Regions from separate parts of the Mus musculus genome. Here regions 1 and 2 are each linked to region 3. The links are chromatin contacts, called in public Micro-C and promoter capture Hi-C maps. All regions are on one chromosome and are shown on one strand. The core of a region is the stretch at or near the end of the contact, and the rest is flanking DNA. Distances in the headings are between cores, read along the strand shown. Region 1 holds the start of Vsir (V-set immunoregulatory receptor). Region 2 holds the start of Psap (prosaposin). Region 3 holds the start of Anapc16 (anaphase promoting complex subunit 16).

Region 1 (4,756 bases), core at 970-3,469, 340 kb before region 3:
ACTTGTGGGGAAGAGGTTCTGTACCCCTTGGGGTCTGGGGCACCTGGTTCCAAAGGTAACCCCTGCCCCGCCCCCCATCAGTCCCTGTCAGGCCAGGAAAGGAGTGTCTTCCATGTACTCCAAGTGCCTCCTAAGCTCTGACTGTTTGAAGTCCCCCCAGATACCCCCTCCCCGTCTCACCCTGCCCCAAACACAATTCTTTTCAAGGTAACCCAGCCCCAATGCTGATGGGGGGGGGGGGGGATTCAGCCCCCAGGCCTCCTGACCAGGTCTGCTACAGGAAAGAGAAGGAAGACTTAAAGTATATGAGTTATGACTTAAAGTATAGCCAATGTTGAGGTCAGAGCAGCTCCAGGCTAAAAGTTTCCTCTTGTTTCTTTCCTGAAAGCCTCCTAGATCCCTGATTACCTCCCTGGGAGCTGAAGGGAGGCGGCCTTCAGCTCACCAATCAGCTGGAGTCAGCAAATGCAGTAGGCTGCGAAATCTCTTGGGGGGTGAGGGAGCCCAGCTCCCCCCAGAACCTCTCTGCTGCTGCTGGAAGTTCTGCAAGCTGCTGACCCTCTGCCCTGAAGCTCTAGGACTTAGTTTCCCAAATTGAGGCTGCTGACCAGAAAGCTTCCCATTCTAGTTAGGGTAGGGAAGAGGCAAGGAAAGGGGCCTAGTGGAGTCACCCGGGAGGAGGATAGTAGCCTGAGGTAGATGCCATACTGGCCTTCCTGCCTGCCACTGTCCTCCGTTCTTAGAAGCTATGCCCCTGATGAGCCTTGGGGTTGGGAGTGAAACATCCCCCGCCTGTATCGCCACCCCATCCCTGCCACAGGCTCTCTCCTGTGGTGAGGAAAGGCAGGCCAGGGCTTCAGTCTTCTGTCTATAGGGTGTGGGTGCCTTCTTTCTTATCAGAAGTCCAGGCCAGCCTCCCAGTATTGATAAAGAGTTAGTTCCCTGTCTCTCCTCCCTTTCAACCCCTTAACCCCTCTTCCTTCTTTTCTGATGCAGCTATTGGCTCCCTCTGCGGAGCTGAGCATTCCATCTCTGTCCTGACAATGGTGACTCCCTCTGGACCCTTCCTCTCCCCTGCCTTGCAGAAGCCACCCGTGCCCTGGGTTCTGAGCAGGGAAGTATCAGGCAGGCCATCTCAGGGGACCCACCTGTCTACTGTTTGGGCAACTATCAGGGTATCCTCCCCTTTTTCTTTGAGATCTTCACCGAATAAACAAAGATTGGGCTCTAGGGAGCCCCTGTGTCCCGGAACAATGTACAGATTGTGAGTCTGGACTTTGGAAGTGACATCTCCCTGTGTGGGGCTTCTGTGTCCCTGCCGAGGAGTTATCCAAGCTGGTTGCTGGGCTCAGGGGAGTGTCCCTCGTGTCTTTCTTACTCATCCAAATCAACTCCTCAGCTGTAATAAGGTTAAATGACAGAAGCCCACTGATCACTCAAACGGGTCCTTAGACTTTCAGTACAGAGCAGGTGACAAGCATGCTCAGATTCGGGAGTGTCCATCAAGACTCACACACAAGTGTCAAGGGGGATAGAATACCAGGGTCACAGCACCACACCCCCTAAGTCCTCTTAGACTCTGTTGCCAGAAGTCAGGGAGATGCCCCAGGTGTCAAAATGCACTCAGCAACCGCCATAGGACGGGGTGATTCTCCTCCGGCCCATCTCCTGCCTTGCAGAAGTTCTTCATGGCCCCTGCTCTGGACTCTCGGGTCAGGGAAGTGTCTGGCAGGCAGTCCCCAAGGGACACCCGTGCCTGCTGTTTTGGCAGCTGTTAGCAATTAAAGATGTGCCTGATGAAGGATGGAGACACCACTGCACCCTGCTGGGCTGTCCCAGCGGAGCAGCGGTAAGGTGAAGGTTACCGCAGGCTGAGGGGATTCAGGGCACTCCCATCCTGCCCCCTACACTACCGGGCTGTACTCCCTAGAGCTCTCGCTAGCACCCCACCGCCTGTTGATCTTACCTCTGGATGCAGCCAGGAAAATAGCAAGGAGCAGGGTTCCCCAGCGCGGGCTGCTGGCCTCTGGGACCGCGGGGACACCCATGTCGCCGTCGAGCCGGGCAAGAGCAGAAAGAGACTGCTGGAGTGCGCTTGGAGCAAGCGGGACTCCAGGAGCCCAGGGAGCCGGCTGTACACGCCGCTCGCTCGCTAGAGTGAATGCTGAGCCCAAGGCGAGGCAGGCGGCCGAGCAAGCTCCCCGCCCAGCAGCGCCCCCGAGGGGCGGCGGGCGGTACGGCGTCTCCAGAGCCCAGGGATGGGGGTGGGGAAGGGCTGGAGTTGCTGATAGAAGTGGCAAGTGTCCAACCAGCCACTTCCCCCTGTAAGTCCCGGTGCTTTTTAGAGATCGTGAGGGCCGTGCATACTAAAGTGTGGACCCTAGTCTAACCCAGCTTGCCTTGCGGTTCTCCTAGTCTGGAGGCAGGACTTTGGCTCCCTGTTCTCCAGCAGCCCAGGGTAGATGGGTGGGCGGGTAGGTGGATAAGTAAGGGAAATCTACGATGACTTTAGCAAGTGGGAGGGAGTTTGGCTCATTCTGCGCTTGTGTGCCCTGCAGCTGATACACCTGGTACAGTTATGTCCACCGGCTAACACACCTGAAACACGCGCAGGGCATGCACAAGCCCAGAACTTCCCAACCTCAGGACACGCTCCTGCATCTGTTGGTGTGCCCCATGGAACCTTCTCAGCCTCTTTCCCCCAGGGCTTTATCTATGGCTGGGCTGTTATTCATAGGCTCCCTTGATTCTGTCTTGCTGGTAGTTTGTTTTCAACATACTTGTGTGGAGTTTTGTTTCTGTGGGGTTTGTATTGTTTTGTTTGGGCGGAGTTTTGTTTGTGGTTTTTGAGGGGTTAGCTTTCTGAGACAGGATGCTGCCTTGTAGCTCAGGCTGCCCTCAAGACTCTTCTACCTCGCCTAATGCATGCTGGGATTGCAGGGATGCACCACCATGGCCCCTCTACAAACTCACTCCCATGCTGTCCTCCGGGCCCTCATAGGTATCTACACTCATCCTTGTACTTGCGATCACTTAGAGCTTGCTCCACTCTGTTCTTTCCTGGCCTGACCTTGGAGCCCCCTCCCCAACCCCTCCTGTCAGTGCTTCCTTCAGCCACAAGACCAGATCTGAGCTAGGAACCAGTAAATTCCTTACCTGAGTTCCCCTGCCCTACTGAGTTTTGAGGACCATGGCCTCCCACCGGTGTGTGTGTGTGTGTGTGTGTGTGTGTGTGTTTTGTATATATATATATATATATATATATATATATATATATATATATATATATACACATGAGAACACCAATGAGAACACCAGAAGATATATGTGTGTGTATACACACATTGTGTGTGTACTCATGTGTGTACACGTGTACATGTGTGTATGCATGAGAACCCTAGATTTTATAGATATAGATATAGTGTGTGTATGCTCATGTGTTTACGTGTGTACATTTATCTATGCATGAGAACATATATATATATGTTTACATATATACATATGTGTGTATACTGTGTGTGTGCTCATGTGTGTACATGTGTGTGTGTGTGTGTGTGTGTGTGTGTGTGTGTTTATGTGTGTTCCATCATCTCAGACTAGCCTTGACCTTCCTGTGTAACGGGAATAGTCTTGAACCTCTAATTCTTCTACCTCTGCCTACTGAGTGCTGGGATTATAGTGGATACCACCATACCCAGCTTCCCCAGTGTTGAGTCAGACATGGGGACTCAGACATTCTAGGCAAGTACTCTGCCAGCTGAGGGGTACCCCCTCCCCAGTGATTCTCTTCTTCACTCTGTTTCAGTGCTGGGCATTGATCCAGGGCCTCAGGGATGCGAGGCAAGTGCACTGCCACTAAACTGCATCACCAGCCTCCTTTGTCTCCTTTGTTTCTTTCTTTGTTTCCTTTCTCTTAACTTCTCAATAAGCTCCCCGGGAGTGCCTTGAGTTGATCACAGCCTTTCTATCACTGGCCTCTCAAGTATCTGAGATCGTAGGCCTGTCCCACCACACACAGCCTCCCAGCTCCCATGTGATCCAGTCCCTTATACAGGATGGACGTGAAAAGGCTGTCATCTGCACTGTCACCTGGGGGACAGACTTGAAAGTAAGCCCTGTCTAGATAGAATGGTAGAGGTTACCAATGGGGGCGGGGGTGACTATGTCTAAGGACAAGGATGTTGAACTCCTAGTGGTTCCTAGCTAAAGGTCAGAGGACAGTCCAAGTACAATGTCAGGGATCCAACTAGGGGCAGGGGGTGGGGGCTGGTAGCTATACATTGTAGATGATATGGGTGGCCTCTCACAGGCTCTATGGGCACACCCACTCTGGCTACTGGGTAAGAAGGACTACCTCAGGAGGATAGTCTGTCCTGTTATCATTAGGTGACCTTACACGAGTTTGGTACGGCTAAAGCTAGCAAACACCCTGGCATGAGAACCCCAGAAACTATCAAAACATAAGTCAGGCCCCTGAGTGTGAATGTGACCTTGGGACCCCATCTGGTGAGACAGCTTTGGGTCCTTCTTGGTGATAGAACAAAGAATATTCTCTTTTGCCAGAGAACAGCCAAGACAGCAGAGATGAAGTAGAAACTAGGCCCTCTTCCCACCCCAGCCATTCTCTGTAGAGTGCTTTCAGGGAAGAGCGGGGCACCTCCCCTATCTTGCCCCTTCCTCCCCCTGACACACACCCCAGCACTGAACATCCTTGGGTTGCACCACAGGAAGACACAGGCATTGCCCAAGCTGTGGG
Region 2 (4,482 bases), core at 1,230-3,729, 270 kb before region 3:
GGCATAGAAGGATGCCTGGGACTTGCTGGCATGTCTCCCAGGCTCAGTGAGAGGTCTGGTCTCAAGGGAGTACAGAAAAGTGTAATGGAGCATGCGTGGTGGCCTCCTCCAGCCTTTGAGAGGCGTGCATACCCCACACTGCACAGACAGACACAGAAAACACAAAACTGAGAAGCTAGGCATGGGGGCTCACGTCTGTAATCTCAGGACTCCCCTATGTGACACAGGAGGATTGTGTTCCATGGTTAACCTATGCTGCACAGAGGCCAACCTGCCTAGGGTACAAGCAGGAACCTGTCTTTAAAAAAAAAAAAAAAAAAAAAAAAAAAAAAAAAAGAGCACTACCTTTTGCTAAACAGGATTAACTTGGCAGGTGAAACTGGGGGTTCCTGTTGCTGTTTATAACTTAAGCAGGCTAGGCTACAAACTCATGTGCTAAAACATCTCAAGAGAACACACTGCCTCAGAGTGCACAGACCTCAGTCAGAGGTTAGCCACGGCCCCAATGACAGCAGCCCTGCCGTCTCAGCCTCATGGAGAGCATCTGCCCCATGCCGGCAGCACCTTGCCACCTCTCTAAGCTCGGCTGGCCAACTCTGACCCACTTGTTCCCACTGGAGCAATCCCCCAACTGCATGTCCTGGCACTGCACTAAGATATGGCACTTCGTTTCCTGCAAGCAGGCAAGACTCAGCATGGAGTCGGGGGGCTACCACTGCAGGCAGCAAATGATGTCCCCTGCTGGTTAGGCTTGTGTGTGTGTGTGTGTGTGTGTGTGTGTGTGTGGTGGGGTGCACGCACATCTACATTTGTTTCTGGAGATCAAAAGAAAACCCACCGGAGTCAGAGCTCTCCCTCTACCATGGGGCCTGAAAATGGGCAGAGGTTAAACTGGCCTTTCATTCTTTTGGCATTCTTTGTTTTCTGTCTAGGTGGGAAAGGCAGTCAGGCTGGAGGGCTGGAGAGTAACCAAAACCAAGTGTCTGTACCTCCAGGGCTTTGTGAAGACTAGACGGGACCTGGAACATTCTAAGCACCCAGAACATCATTAAAAGGCAAGCTATGAGTGGCACCCTGAACTACAGTAGTGCCACACTGAGCCCATAAGTCCTAAGAGCCTCAGGGAGCACACGTGGTTTGCAGTCATCATAGACAACCAACAACTCAATGGTGGACAGTCAAGACAAGCTACCATTCTTCAGTATGACCTTGACGTGAGGCACAGAGCCTGGAGTTTTAGACCAAGGCCATCAGGGTCCTCCCATCTACCTAAGAAGGAAGAAGGAACCCAGTTAACTAGACTGGCAGTCAAATGAACTACATGTGTATTAGAAATAATTTTTCCAAGGAAACAGGTAAGGGGTATAGTGTGACTCAGTAGAGGATGTTCGTTTACCGTGTGTTACGATCCAAGTTCAATGGCCCATACTACAGAGAGAGAGAAAAAGAAGTCTGGTTTTGGTGGTGTGGGTGAATCAGAACTCACGAGTTATGTATGACACAGAGCAAGCAGGACCAAGTGCGTTTCTTTTCATTTTTCTTGCACAAAAAAAAAAAAAAAAAAAATCTCATACACAGTCCAGACTAGCCTTGAGCTTTCTGTGTAGCACAGGCTGACCTCAAATTCAAAATCCTCCTACCTATGCCTTCCAAGTGTGAGTCCCCTGGCGCTGCCTTGCCAACCTGCAGTGCTTTTAAGAAAAATCATTTTAGAAACACTTGCTATAAAATAAAGGCTGGCCAATGGCTTTGCCAGATCAAACAAAAAAATTAAGAGTTCCAATGCAATCGGGACTACACAATTCCCTCCAAGACCTACTACGCTCCTGAGTTCACACAGAAGCCAAAAAAATCACCCCCCGGCCCGGGGCAGACACAAAGACGCTTCCTGCAACTCCCATACGAGTGCAGTCTGGGACAGAGGTCACGGGCCGACCTGACCTGCAGGATGGGGCTTCAAGGCCATGTCTATCACCTACACCAGGATAGAGTCAACACAGCGACGGAAGAGGTCATCGAGTGACCTCTCCCAACCTCCATCCCAGGGAGAACCGCAGTCACCCGCAAGGCCTTGCACAAGGCCTGCACACACAGGACAAGACGTCTCTCCCACCTCCCAGTGGTCCCCCAGTGCAGAGAATCTGGAACAGGTCCCCCTCCGCCACCAGCCCCGATCTGCGCCTGCGCACAGCGAGGCCTGCCTAAGCGCGCCCCGGGAAGCGAGCGGAGGGCGAGGCCGGTACCGCAGGACTGCCCGGTTCCCGGGACCCAGGGGACGCTATAGCGTTCTTCTCTACCAGACCAGGGGACCCTTCTAAGCTCACCGGTGGCCAGAAGGCTGGCGAAGAGGGCGAGGGCGTACATGGCGCCGCTTCACTTCGCAGGCTGCAATGCAGAACGTCAGCTGACCAGACGAATATAAATCTACCCCCCAACCTCGCCGCAGACGCCAGTGCGCAGGCGCGGGCCCCGCCCAAACTGGGCGCAGCTTGACTCAGCGTCGCGCAGCGCGCCTGCGGGGAGGGAGGGTGCGAAGAGGAGCAGGCTGAAAACGCCCAGGGAAGGTGGCGGGAAGGCGCGGGTGGTGGTAATAAAAGAAAACCATATCTGGTGATTAAATCAAGGTCAGGCGCCGAACGGTATCTAACGCCTCTCTTTACCTTTGCAATGTGAGGAATCCAGCCCAGGGCTGGTACCAAGCCCTGAACTGCATCTTGTGCTCCCCCACCCCACCCCACCCCTGAGCCCCAGCATCTTTTAAGTATTACTATTTGTTTTTGAGATGCCGAGTCACTATGGCCTTGCTGGTCGACAATTCAGTGTCGCAGCAGACCTGGAACTCTCAACCTTCTGCCTCAACCCCTTGGAGAATGGTTGGGGGTTGGGGGGCGGGAGCAGGGATTTTTGTTTGCAGTCGCCGGTATTGAACCCAAGGCATTATACTTGATATCAAGTGTTGTACCTCCAAGCTGCACACCACCATTCCCCCCACCCTCCCAGCTCACTCCTTACTTTATTTTTGAAAGAGGGTGTCACCAAATTCCCCAGAAAGTCTCTGAACATGTAATTCTTCTGCCTGACCCTTGTACAGTGGTAGTTAGGGGTTTTTTGTTTGGTTGGTTGGTTGGTTTGGTTTGGTTTGGTTTTTGGTTTTTCGAGACAGGGTTTCTCTGTGTAGCCCTGGCTGTCCTGGAACTCACTTTGTAGACCAGGCTGGTCTCGAACTCAGAAATCTGCCTGATTCTGCCTCCCGAGTGCTGCTGGGATTAAAGGTGTGTGCCACCACGCCTGGCGGTGATTAGTTTTTTTGGTTAGTTTTTTTGTTCGTTTGTTTGTTTGTTTGTTTTGGTTTTTCGAGACAGGGTTTCTCTGTATAGCCCTGGCTGTCCTGGAACTCACTTTGTAGACTAGGCTGGCCTCGAACTCAGAAATCTGTCTGCCTGCTGGGATTAAAGGCGTGGGCCACCACGCCCGGCTAGTGGTTAGTTTTTTAAGACAGGGTTTCCTGTAGCCCAAAGAGGCTGACAACTGGCTGTGCAGCTGAGGATTCGTGTATCTCAGGCAGTCCTCGAACTTCAGTCACTTCCAAATCCTGATCTGCCTGCCTGTGCTACCATACATGTTCTGTTTGGTTCTAGGAACCAAACCCAGGCCTTCAACTCATGTCGGGCAATGACTCTACCAACTGAGTGGCATCTCCAGCCCCCATTTATTGTGATTCGTGCCGTGCTAACAGATGAGACTCAAGCACAAACAGGTTACAGATTTGCCTACATCTTTACACTCAGGATTCAAATTCACAGGCTGCCATTCTGCAGTTGTCAATCAATACAAACTCAGAAAACGGCAAACGAGAGACGCCTTTATTTGTGATCTTGGGAACTGCAGACTGCAAGATAGACTCAGAGGTCTCTGAATCAGTGTTGGTGAGAAGGCAGGGAGAATGGAAGTCTGAGTGTGTAAGCAGAAAAAAAAGAGGAAAAAAAAAACAATAAAAATGTATTTTAGGCAACTTGTGTTGCTTGGAGAAAGAACAGATGCTGTGTAATAGACTCGTGACGGATGGAAGATAAAGACAAGCATGCATGCCCACGCTTCTAGTCCTAGCATGGGGGAGGCAGAGGCAGGAGGATCTCTAGGGCCCCTAAGCCACATAGTAAGACTCTGTCTCAAAAAAAAAAAAAAAAAAACAGTAAAATAACATTTCAAAAATTGGTTCTGGGGGCTGGAGAGATGGCTCAGTGGTTGAAGGCACCAAGTGCTCTTCCAGAGGTCCCAAGTTCAAATCTCAGCACCCACAGGACAGTTCACGACTTTCTGTAACTCCAGGATCTCTCACATAGACATGCATACAGACAACACACCAATGCACATAAAATAAAGGTAAATGTATTTTTAAAAATAAATAAATAAAATAAATTGGTTCTAGCCGGGTGTAGTGGCTCATGCCTTTAATCCCAGCACTTGGGAGGCAAAGGCAGG
Region 3 (4,555 bases), core at 2,021-4,520:
CTATAGGTGGAACAACATTATGAACTAACCAGTACTCCGGAGCTCTTAACTCTAGCTGCATATGTATCAAAAGATGGCCTAGTCGGCCATCACTGGAAAGAGAGGCCCATTGGACTTGCAAACTTTATATGCCCCAGTACAGGGGAACGCCAGGGCCAAGAAGTGGGAGTGGGTGGGTAGGAGAGTGGGGGGAGGGTATGGGGGACTTCTGGGATAGCATTGGAAATGTAAATGAGGAAAATACCTAATTAAAAAAAAAATACTGGAAAGCTCAAAGAGCTCAAGGCTGACAGTGGGCAGTCAAAAGGATCACATGGGGGGGACCCCAAGATTTAAGGTTCAGTAGAAACCCTTAGGAACTGAAAAGGAAGAGTTGCAAAGAACCTGAAAGGCTCTGCTTATACACTAAACCTAACCCCACAGTCATAGCCCTGAAAATAGTTAGGATCCACCTCAACTATTTAGTTGTTTAGTTTTTGTTTTATTTTTACAAAATTACTGTATGTTAAATAAAGTTAGTTGTGTCTTTAGACCTGTCAAGGCATGACTACAAAGAAGGAAGAAAAAAACTAGCATAACAATAGTTAATATTATCTGACACTGGAATAAATCCTTCAGGGCTTTATTTTAATAATTCATATTCTTAGTCAGGCACTGTGATGCGTTCCTTTAAGCCCAGTACTGAGGAGGCAGGGGCAGGTGGATCTCTATTAGTTCAAGAGCAGCCTGATCTACAGAGTGAGTTCCAGGACAGCCAGGGCTACATAATAGAGAGACTCTGTCTCAAGAAAAAAATTAGTAATAATAATAATTCATATTCTTTTATAATTTCACAGGTAAAGGGGTTTAATTTTGCCACAGAATATTTATAGGTAACAGTAGTAATTAACAAGTACTCCACAGGGGGGCGCAGCAGCTAAGAGCCCTTATTGGTCTTGCAGGTGACCTGAGTTCTGATCCCAGCACTCTGCAACTGAGTGGCTCAGAAGCACCTGTGAGTCCAGTTCCAGGAGATCCAATTAACACCCCTTTAGGCTTCCTTGGGCACCCGTGATCACATGTACACACACACATATTTAAAAAATAATAATGAGGGCTGGAGAGATAGGTCAGCAGTTAAGAGCACTGCATGCTCTACCAGAGGTCCTGAGTTCAATTCCCAGCAACCACATGGTGGCTCACAACCATCTGTAAAGGGATCTGATGTCCTCTTCTGGTGTGTCTGTAGACAGCTACAATGTCCTCACATAAAATAAATAATTTTTAATAATAATAAAAATAATGAAAAGTTACTCTACGTGGCACTGAGGCCTCTGTCCAGGATGAAATCTATCTTGACACACGAACTGCAGCCAGGAACACCTCATCTGAGGTCAGCTTTATTAGACCCACTGAGCAGCAACAAAGCAAAGAATTACCCTTACAGTACAAAGAACATTTTCCCTCTTGTGGGACCTAAGAGACCCCCCAGGATTACCAGGATAGAAATCCTCGTCTTCTTCATGTTGGTACTGTTTCTCCTGGATGGGATTCTTTCTATAATTCCGTCCATCGAACGTTACAATCTGTGGGCGTAGAACATCCATGACAAATGACGTTCCAGGAAAGTCCTGAAAAAGAAAGTGCCCTTTTGTTTAATTTTTTTTTTTTTAATTAAACAATGAATACTTAGGTCACTAAGATGGCTCAACAGGTAAAGGCACTTGCTCCCAAGGCCGATGACCCACACGGCAGAAGGAAAAAGTTGACTCCTGCAGGTTGTCCTCTGGACTACACATGCAGCCAGGTAGCAAACGCACAGACAAAATATGGAAATAAACAAACAAATGTAATAAAAAATTAAGTTAAAAGAAACTCCATTATGTAGGCAAGTAGCATAGACTAAATAAATAAATGTAATAAAATTTTAAATTTAAAAAATTCTGCTAGCCGGGCGTGGTGGCGCACGCCTTTAATCCCAGCACTCTGGAGGCAGAGGCAGGTGGATTTCTGAGTTCGAGGCCAGCCTGGTCTGCAGAGTGAGTTCCAGGACAACCAGGGCTATACAGAGAAACCCTGTCTCAAAAAAACCAAAAAACAACAAAAACAAAAAACAAACAAAAAACAAAAAAACAAAAAAAAATTCTGCTGTGTAGGCAGGTAACATATGCACAGACTACATTCGTAAATAAATAAATGTAATAAGAAATTTAAATTAAAAACTCCATTATGTAGGCCTCAACTGGGCAGTTCACAGCACATCCTAAGCAAAAATAGTGTCGCTTTCCATGAGCTCACCAGTGTAAGTTCTTGTATAGGTGTCTGATTAACCTATAGGGGGTGAGGTCTTGCTAGCCACCTAAGTATGAGCAGAGTGCTTCATTCACCCTATCCAGTATGATATTTTATCGTATCCAGTTTGATAACGCATTGAGGAACCATCGGTACAATACCCGCGGAAGAGAGGTAAGCCGTTTTAAAGATGCTAGAAATAAATACCTTCCAATCAGATTTATTTCCCTATCACAGTACAATTAAAATATGACTTACTAACACAGTTCTCGGACCAACACAGTACTGAGAAGGAACAGTTTCCCGAGGCCACTGCCTCCAGAACACAACAAACGGCTTCACGCTTGAATCAATAATTCGGAATTAAAGGCTCCTGATAAACTACCCCATGTTCCCATCCCAGATGGCTGCGGCTACAAGTTCACGTACTTAACAAGTTCCACCAAAGAAGGCCTAACAATCCCTTCCAAATGAATGCTTGACCCAACCCTCAGTCAAGTCGCTAATCCGCAGCCACCTGCAGGACGCAAGAAGAGGGTTCGTGCTTTGAGAAAACAGAAAATCAACGTTGGCAGGGGGATGCAATTATTAACAGTCTTGTGCCGCGCCACCCTGGTGTGCTACTCCTTTAGCATCCCTTCCCACTTCAAAAACCACGTTCTGTCGAAAAGGAGCCTTTACAAAGTGTGAGCACTGAGCACGAAGCCACAGTGGTACCTTTCCTGAGCAGCTCCAGGCAGAGACTGCGCAGAAGGAGGAGAGCGGACTAGCCCTGGGTCATGGGTGTTTGAAGAGGGAAAAGTGGATATGCTTTCGTGCAATTCTCACATAAAAAGCAAACGCTGAACATCCTACGCTAGAGAGGCGGAGCAGACAGCACCAACGCAAGAAAACCAAAACTGCGGGGGACTGGGGCGGGGAAGGGGGCGGGGCAGCCACAGCGACCCGGAAGTGTTCTCGGAAAGCTCGGTCTGGCCCAGCCGGGCTCCGCCCCCTCCACGCATGCGCGCTAGCACCGCCCTCTAGCCCTCACCGCCGCAGGGACAGGCGCAGCACCGCCATCAAACTCCCACAGCTCAGGCGGGCGCGCGCACGCCGCCGTCTACGTCGTGGCGAGCGAGGCCGCACGGCTTCGTCCAAGGGGCGGGGCTGTCAGTCAAAGTGCACAAGCTGCTGAGGTAAGTGGCCGAGAACCTTCCAGACCTGATTCCCCCCTACGCTCCTACCTGCCAGGACTAACTGGGAGCGTAGGAAGAGACCCTGGAGGCTCGCCCGCGCCGGCCGTATGCAAAGGCAGCGTCATCCGACTGAGCATGCGTGGGGCGGGTTGGCGCCTGCGCCGTGGGCCGGCCGCAAGCCTTCCCTTCCTCCCCGAGTTGTTGGGTAGGAAGCGTACCTGGGTGGAGTTGGAGTAGCCAGGATTAGGGTGCTGGCTCCTCCCCTCTCCCGCGAGCTTCTTCATCCCACCTAGAAAGAGCTACCGCAGCTAGGTGCTGCGGGTGGTGATCCGTCTGTCTAGGTGGGACACCTAGTGATTTTTGTTAGTAGAACCCAACGGGTGTCATAATTAGCCACCTCACTTGGATCCCGATCGACATAAGCATCTGGTTTGTTCTGGGCTTTATTTTAAAGGAGGATCTCTTTTTTTGTTTTGTTTTGTTTTAAGACTATAAGCGGAAAGTTTATGAGTGCGAGGTCGTCCCTGTCGTACACAAAGTAAGTATTTAACCACGCCAGCCATATTGTGCCCCACAAACTATCATTCCGCTTCTTAGGAGCGTTTCCTCTGCTTGGCAGCAGCCACAGCTTCCCTGATAGGGCCAAGTTCCAGATAATCATCATTCAACAAAAGTTCACTGAGTGCCTCGTTATGAGGATGGTAGTCTCCTGAGCGACAGGGTTGAATACTCCATGCAGAAAGAGTCATGACTGGAACTGTCTCGGTCCCCTGCAGCCTCTACTGAGCTGATTGCTTTTGTCCTCGGTTTGTTTGTTTGTTTGTTTTGGTTGGTTGGTTGGTTTTGTGGGGTTTTTTTTTTTTTTTTTTTTTTTGGTTTTTTTGGTTTGGTTTGGTTTTTTTTGGTTTTTCGAGACAGGGTTTCTCTGTACAGCCCTGGCTGTACTGGAACTCACGCTGTAGACCAGGCTGGCCTCGAACTCAGAAATCTGCCTGTCTCTGCCTCCCAAGTGCTGGGATTAAAGGCGTGGGCCACCTCCGCCCGGCTGACCTCGTATTTATAAATCATTCATCCAGGAGCCACTGTGACAAGGGTTTTTATAAGAT

What was found. A called contact is a pair of places that touch in the nucleus more often than the background predicts. Capture Hi-C pulls out chosen DNA fragments and counts their contacts.
Region 1: a contact with region 3 is called in a promoter capture Hi-C map of liver. The contact joins the promoter of Vsir here to the promoter of Anapc16 in region 3. A contact is called at or near these places in 1 of 39 promoter capture datasets (neural stem cells), 1 of 484 Hi-C or Micro-C datasets (CD4 T cells), 1 of 115 datasets of contacts at active chromatin or transcription factors (memory CD8 T cells) and 1 of 9 other capture datasets (liver).
Region 2: a contact with region 3 is called in a Micro-C map of embryonic stem cells, with 3 times the contacts expected there. The contact joins the promoter of Psap here to the promoter of Anapc16 in region 3. A contact is called at or near these places in 3 of 39 promoter capture datasets (the C10 cell line, erythroid cells and pre-B cells), 4 of 484 Hi-C or Micro-C datasets (B cells, embryonic stem cells, liver and 1 more), 4 of 115 datasets of contacts at active chromatin or transcription factors (the SCID.adh cell line, bone marrow-derived dendritic cells, bone marrow-derived macrophages and 1 more) and 2 of 9 other capture datasets (adipose tissue and liver).

Annotation. Positions count from the first base shown.
Region 1 is chr10:60,344,314-60,349,069 of GRCm38.p6, reverse strand. Vsir (V-set immunoregulatory receptor) reads right to left here and starts at 2,219. Exons shown (of 7, transcript NM_028732.4): 1 at 1,967-2,219. The coding sequence starts at 2,048. All of the region lies in intron 39 of Cdh23 (cadherin 23 (otocadherin)), which reads left to right.
Region 2 is chr10:60,275,625-60,280,106 of GRCm38.p6, reverse strand. Psap (prosaposin) reads right to left here and starts at 2,479. Exons shown (of 15, transcript NM_011179.3): 1 at 2,325-2,479. The coding sequence starts at 2,364.
Region 3 is chr10:60,001,850-60,006,404 of GRCm38.p6, reverse strand. It overlaps Anapc16 (anaphase promoting complex subunit 16), which reads left to right and starts at 3,270. Exons shown (of 4, transcript NM_025514.3): 1 at 3,270-3,449. Ascc1 (activating signal cointegrator 1 complex subunit 1) reads right to left here and starts at 3,600. Exons shown (of 11, transcript NM_026937.3): 1 at 3,498-3,600; 2 at 1,478-1,610. The coding sequence starts at 1,586.